Linked DNA regions of Mus musculus: region 2 is linked to region 1. Evidence: chromatin contacts called from public HiChIP or PLAC-seq data. All regions are on one chromosome and are shown on one strand. The core of a region is the stretch at or near the end of the contact, and the rest is flanking DNA. Distances in the headings are between cores, read along the strand shown.

The links. HiChIP or PLAC-seq counts read pairs in DNA pulled down with a chosen protein or histone mark.
Region 2: a contact with region 1 is called in a BATF HiChIP or PLAC-seq map of CD8 T cells, with 24 read pairs. The contact joins the promoter of Klrc1 here to the enhancer-like site in region 1. A contact is called at or near these places in 1 of 39 promoter capture datasets (macrophages), 1 of 15 datasets of contacts at CTCF or cohesin (CD8 T cells), 3 of 115 datasets of contacts at active chromatin or transcription factors (CD8 T cells, effector CD8 T cells and memory CD8 T cells) and 4 of 9 other capture datasets (adipose tissue, liver, macrophages and 1 more).

The regions. Positions count from the first base shown.
Region 1 is chr6:129,607,128-129,610,272 of GRCm38.p6, reverse strand. No RefSeq gene overlaps it. Among named protein-coding and RNA genes, the nearest start is that of Klrk1, 14 kb to the left of the region's middle. Within about 2 kb of position 1,727, at least 58 of the 459 cell types and tissues checked have an H3K27ac peak or open chromatin away from gene starts, as enhancers often do. A contact at or near this core is called in CD8 T cells, effector CD8 T cells and memory CD8 T cells, where this site is marked.
Region 2 is chr6:129,677,426-129,680,575 of GRCm38.p6, reverse strand. It overlaps Klrc1 (killer cell lectin-like receptor subfamily C, member 1), which reads left to right and starts at 1,603. Exons shown (of 7, transcript NM_001136068.2): 1 at 1,603-1,852; 2 at 2,179-2,280; 3 at 2,761-2,811. The coding sequence starts at 1,666.

The sequences.
Region 1 (3,145 bases), core at 478-2,977:
AAATGCAAAAAGAAATCAATAAAAATCCCACTTATTTCCAAGAGCTCAATACAGACCTCAATAAAACATAAAATCCAGACTAGAATGCAAGGCAGGCTGATACAAAAGGTTTCAGGGGAGGAAATTCTTGTGATAGCAGCGTGAGCAGCTTTACCAGAAACAAAGCTTTTGAAAACATTTCTAATAAAGAAACCATGAGAAAGGGTGTAACTAATTTAGATACATTTCATGGTGTGCTTAGGAAAGCACTTGATATTTCTGTGATAATCATCTCCAGGTTAGTGCAGAATGTGTTATATGTGTTTTCTTGGTCAAGAAATGGAGTTAGTTTTGCAGTGTAAACAGATTCCACTGTGCCTAGGGGAAAGGCAACTTAACACTTTGTGTTTATGTTTAAATATTTGAGGGTTACTGATAAGTGAGTCACAGGCATGAAGGCAGCTGCCATTAGAACAGTTTAAAGTTTTGCTCAATTTCCAACACTGTGTGAAGAAGCTGTTCTAAGATGTTAGGTCTTCTTATAGGCCCAGATCAAGAGAGCAAACATTCACTTTCCAATCATGTTCTCTTTAGTTCCCACCAGCTGTTCCATGGAAAGATTGAAAAGGAGCAGTTGACACTGATCACATCTAACCTCTGTGTATCACAGAAGTGCAGGGCCTGCCAAAGTTTGGGGATGGAGGAGAACGTAGAAACTATCCTCTGATTCTGTAGAAGGGAAAAGGCCTAGATCCAGGAGTCCTCAGAACAGTACGGGTCCTAGAAAGTTACTCAGAGACCCTCAGTGTTGAAGGCAAAGGGGAGTTTTACTGAAGTGGGATCAAACCAGCAAGAATAAAAGTCTAACAATTTTACATCTTTCTTAAAGAGATTATAACAGTAGGAAAGAGAAGCAAGGCAAGGGTTGGTGTGGTGGGTTTTATGGTATCTATCCTGGTCTTCTTGCTCTCTCTCTGTGTATTGATATTACTTTGGAACTTTCTCAGAATCCTCTATGTGGTGGTATGGCAAGAGCAAAGAAGGTGTCTGTTGTTTACCTTCCCTCCTCCTTCTTAAAATGCTCACCTATAATAAGAATCTTTAAGATACATAGTAATTGTAGGAAATAAAAGTCTAGGTTTGGCATCATATGCCTTTAATTCCAGCAGTCAGGACAGGAACAAGCAGGTTTCTATGAGTTTGAGGCCAGCCTTGTCAATAAGCTGATTCAAGACCAGCCAAGGCTACATGGTGAAACTCTTTTTCATAAAAACAAACAGCCTAGGAGAGATCAAAACCAAGAAAGAAAATCAAGATGATGTCAGAAAGAAAATAATCTTAGCCAGTTAGTCCTGAGAACTCCAGTGTCTTCTTCCCCTGATTTTTTTCCCCTGAGTTTAGGATAGTGATTTTTTTCTCTTTGAGAAAAGACACAAAACAATGTAGTGTCCTGATTCTAAGATCAAGATAAAGACAAGTGACCAGAGGCAAAGCATTCAACCATGATGATTCTTCAACACCACTTTGGGGCCTTGCACCCCAAGCTAACCTGTTTGTTCTAGGCATGGGAAAAGGAACTCAGCTGCTCTTAGGAAAAAACACAGAATCCCAGGCTGTCCATACTCTGCTCTGATAGCAGTTAAAAATATCTGCTTCTAGAAGTGAAGCAGGAAATCTTGTGACATGGACTCAACTGTGGTACACAGTAGAAGACCACAGCTGGCAAACAGGAAATTGATTCACACCCAAGATCTCACTGATACAAGACCACACTCAAAGATGGAGTGGTGGGGAGAAACCAGCTGCAGGCTTTACCCACTTCACTCACAGACCCCAAAAGGAAAACCTTGAAAATTAGATGGAGATGGGCCAGATATATTTTAAACATGGAACTGAAAAGCAAGGATTGATACTTTAAAAGGCTGAAGCAGAAAGTGTGGCAATCAGCATGGCTGTAGAAGACATTACAATGCATATGTGCAATGGATAAGAAGCATGAAAGAGAAATACACACAGAAAAGACAAGTTGTTAGATGAATGACTTGCTTCATGAACTCTCCTAAATCTCAATACTGTTGTCTTAAGACTAGCATTGAGCAGTTGAAAGTACTGGCTTCTCTTCCAGAGGATAAACATTCAATTTCCAGCAACTACATTGAAGCTTCGTAATTGTCTGTAATTCCAGTTCTAGGGGATCTGACACCCTCACAGAAACATACATAAAGGAAAAACACCAATGTCCATAAAATATAAAGCTAACACCAAACCCAGACACTATTGCATATGCCAGCAAGATTTTGCTGAAGGGACCCTGATATAGCTGCCTCGTATGAGGCTATGCCAGTGCCTGGCAAATACAGAAGTGGATGATCACAATCATCTATAGGATGGAACACAGGGCCCCAAATGTAGGAGCTAGAGAAAGTACCCAAGAGCTGAAGGGGTACTTTAGGTGGAACCCTATAGGTGGAACAACAATATGAACTAACCAGTACCCCCGGAGCTCATGTCTCTAGCTGCATATGTAGCAGAAAATGGCCTAGTTGGCCATCATTGGGAAGAGAAGCCCCTTGGTCTTGCAAACTTTATATGCCGCAGCACAGGGGAATGCCAGGGCCAAGAAGTGGGAGTGGGTAAGTAGGGGAGCAGGGCGGGGGGGGGGGTATAGGGAACTTTCGGGATAGCATTTGAAATGTAAATAAAGAAAATATCTAATAAAAAAAGAATCAAAAAATAAAGCTAAAAAGAAGCACTAGCATCAGTAATACTAGCAATTTATCCTTAGATCATGCAAATGTTTGCTACAAAATCTGGCATTATAAAATTCTTACATGTAATTTCCTGAACTTCTTGTTGGTCTTATCCTTCATCCTCCTCCTATAATGCCACAACATCCACCTCCATCTCTTCTTCTCCTTCTCCTCCTCCTTCTCCTTCTCCTCCTCCTCCTCCTTCTCCTTCCTTCTCCTTCTCCTTCTCCTTCTCCTTCTCCTTCTTCTTCTCTTTCTCCTTCTTCCTCTTCCTCTTCCTCTTCCTCCTTCTCCTTCTCCTTCTCCTCCTTCTCCTCCTCCTCTTCTTTAAATTTTATTTATTATGTTGGCAGGGGCACACATGCCACAGCCCACAAGTAGACATCAAAGACAACATGGGGAAATCAATTTTCTCT
Region 2 (3,150 bases), core at 354-2,853, 70 kb before region 1:
CACCTCACTGCAGGAAGCCTGGCTTTCTGCCAATACAGGGAGCTTATCACTGCTTCCTTCTCTCCACCTGCCCAGTCAGTTAAGGGAACACTGCAAATGCTACATGTGGAGCAACTGAGGCACCGTTCAGATGCAGAGGAACAAACTGGAACATAGATGCCTTTAAACAGCTCAGATAAAGCCAAGTGCATGGAACACACAGGGGACCGTCTCAAAGTGCTTGTCATCGTCTATGGAGAGTTAGCCATCATCTGGAACACACTGGGGACCATCTCATAGTTCTGTCCTTGTTGTCTATGGAGAGTTAGTCACCCTCTTGCATTTCTGTTCCTTTATGAATATAATTAAACCTACTACTACGGAGGACCTGATGATGAAGTGTGAATTCTACGTGTTGAAATCTATGTGCTGTGGCTCTTTGGATGAAACCATATCAATTTATCCCAGAGGGTGCAGATTCTTAAAAGGATTCTCTCACTGAGTGGTGAAGAACAATAGTGAAAGTGGAAACTAAAATATTGATTTAAATAGGTAGTATTTATTGAGAGCTCTGCATGCCAGAGGGGAGTACTAATTGCCTTACATGATTTTTTTTTCATTTTAGATTAATGCACAGGGCTATTACTAACTTCTCAAGAGTCACACAAGTTTTAAAACCAGAATTAATTCTAGATCTCACTTATTCCAGGGCTAACTGATTGAATTGTTAAATTATATTGGGTTATTACAATTGTATTTTATGTGACTAAAATGACACTCAATTTGGCAGCCTTGGACTCTTTGGGAAATTTTGAATCATCATTCTACTATGAATCATTTTTTCATGTTATAGTTTCACTTGTTGGCTAATTTTTTTAAATAAAATGGAATTAAAATGGTCTTTGAAATATTTTGAATATCATTTGTTTTAAGCATGATTTTTTTGACATAGCATTTTCAAGAATGTACAATATCCTTTAAGTTTTAGTCATTTCTCTGAACTCAATTATTCCAAATAAAATAAATTTTACATCAAACATATTTTAATAAATACATTAGCTATTAAAATCATATGCATGTTTTATACACATATATATGTATCAACCTTCCTAGGTTACCTATCTAGAGAAGTCAGATTTTCTCATTATTGGATTTTAATTTATTACTAAAGTTTAGCTGATTGCTGTGTGTGCATGCACAGATAAAAATATAGCAATGATAATTAAAGAGGAGATCATGAATTTCAGAGAGGGAGGAAGGAATGAAACAGGTTGGAAGGGAAGAGAGGGGGATAGAAATTATGTGAAATTCTGAAAATAATTTTAAAAAGTAATTTGAAATGAATTCAACATTCATTTCTATTAGTGTTGGGATCTTTGGTGTAAGCATTACCTATTTCATGGTGTTAGTCCTATGAAAACTAAATTTAATTTATAAAACAATTCTTTGGTTTGTCAGCATCTTTGTTCCCCATTAAGTTGTTGCCTTATCAAAAATATTTTGCCAAAAGTTGTTGTTGCTGTTGTTGTTGTTGTTACCACAGCACTCGTATTCATTGTCCAAGGGAAGAAAAATAGATTAGGTTTAAATTTCCAACTGCAAAATGAGTGCCATTGTTCCAAACTCCTCCTCCTTTGGCCTCATCAGATTGTGTACCTTTGCCTCAGCACATCACTAGCTGCAGACATGAGTAATGAACGCGTCACCTATGCAGAACTGAAGGTGGCAAAGAACTCAAGGAACCAGCACAGGAAACCAAGGGGTCCTCGCAGCTCCATTTCAGTCATCGAGCAGGAAATCATCTATTCGGACTTCAGCTTTCAAAATCCTTCTCAGGAGCATCCCTGGATCTGCAGGAATTGCCCCTGCAAAGGTGAGCCACTGGGTGGACCCTGCACTGCGATGCCAGGGCCATGAAGAGGTGTGGGCAGAGGTAGAAATGGTCTTTTTTGGGAGGGCCGTAGTTCTCACTTGACCTATGCTTTTGTAAATTGGGAGCGTAGATTTCACTCTGTTGTAAGACTTTCTGGATCGCTCTGTTCACCAAAAGTAAAACAGTACTGCCTACAAACAGATCACTGCATGGAGAAGAGCCGGGGATCAGAGGTTATCTGTTTGTCTCAATGTGTATGTAGGTTTTTTGTGTTCATAAACCTTGTGAACAGCCACCTTCATAAACCCTTGCATTTCTCTCTGAAGGTTTTCCATCTCCTCCAGAGAAACTCATTGCTGGTACCCTGGGCCTCATCTGTTTTGTCTTAATTGTCGCTGTGGTTGTAATTACTACAGTTGCCACACCATGTAAGCATGCTTTTTTTAAGACTATAAAGGAACTTTCCACTTTAATGACTGGAAGTGCCTTTCAAAACTTCCTATCAAGGACAGTTTAGTTTAAAGTATGTATTTGTATTAAATGTGGAATGGTTGTTATGATATTCAGAATATTATGACTATCAGAGGAATTGTATAAATGTTTGCTTTTGATTTTTCAATGATTCCCTAACTTAAACACATAGTTCAGAGCCTTGGAGATTCTTTACTGAGATGTGAAAACTGTTTGGAAAGTGGTTTTGTCATAGGTTACACAGTAAAAGATGTTGAAATTTGGGCTTTCATTGAAGTAATTTTCTCCAAAGTTTTTCACATGGGTGGGGGGGGGGCAATTAAAATTGTACTTCACAGTGTCCTAATTCAAAATGGTACAACAGACTCAGATTAAGAAACTAAAATTGTTACAATTATTTTGGGTGTTAATTTAATAAGAATATTTTAACTCTTCAGATACCGAAGCAAAGGCACAGATCAATTCCTCAATGACTAGAACCCACAGAGGTACATTTTGCTTGTCAAAGTTCTGATATTTGTTCTGATATTTGTACATTGTATATTTTTCGTCTTATTATGCAAAGATATTAGGTTTTTAGGAAGAAAACAACCTGGAAATATGAATGCTGCATGTTCATAAATAAACATTAAGAACAAACTCTAATAAGACAAAAATGAATTTCACTGTTCTAGAATAAAACTTTTTATCCATGACTTTGAAAAAATCTGTAGGATAAATACTTATTTCTTGCTTCAGATAGACACATAAACACAGGGCCAGAGGGCAACTCTTTTCTTTGCTTGTGTACTTGAGTATTTTGAGTATTGAGTACTTGTATATTTTGT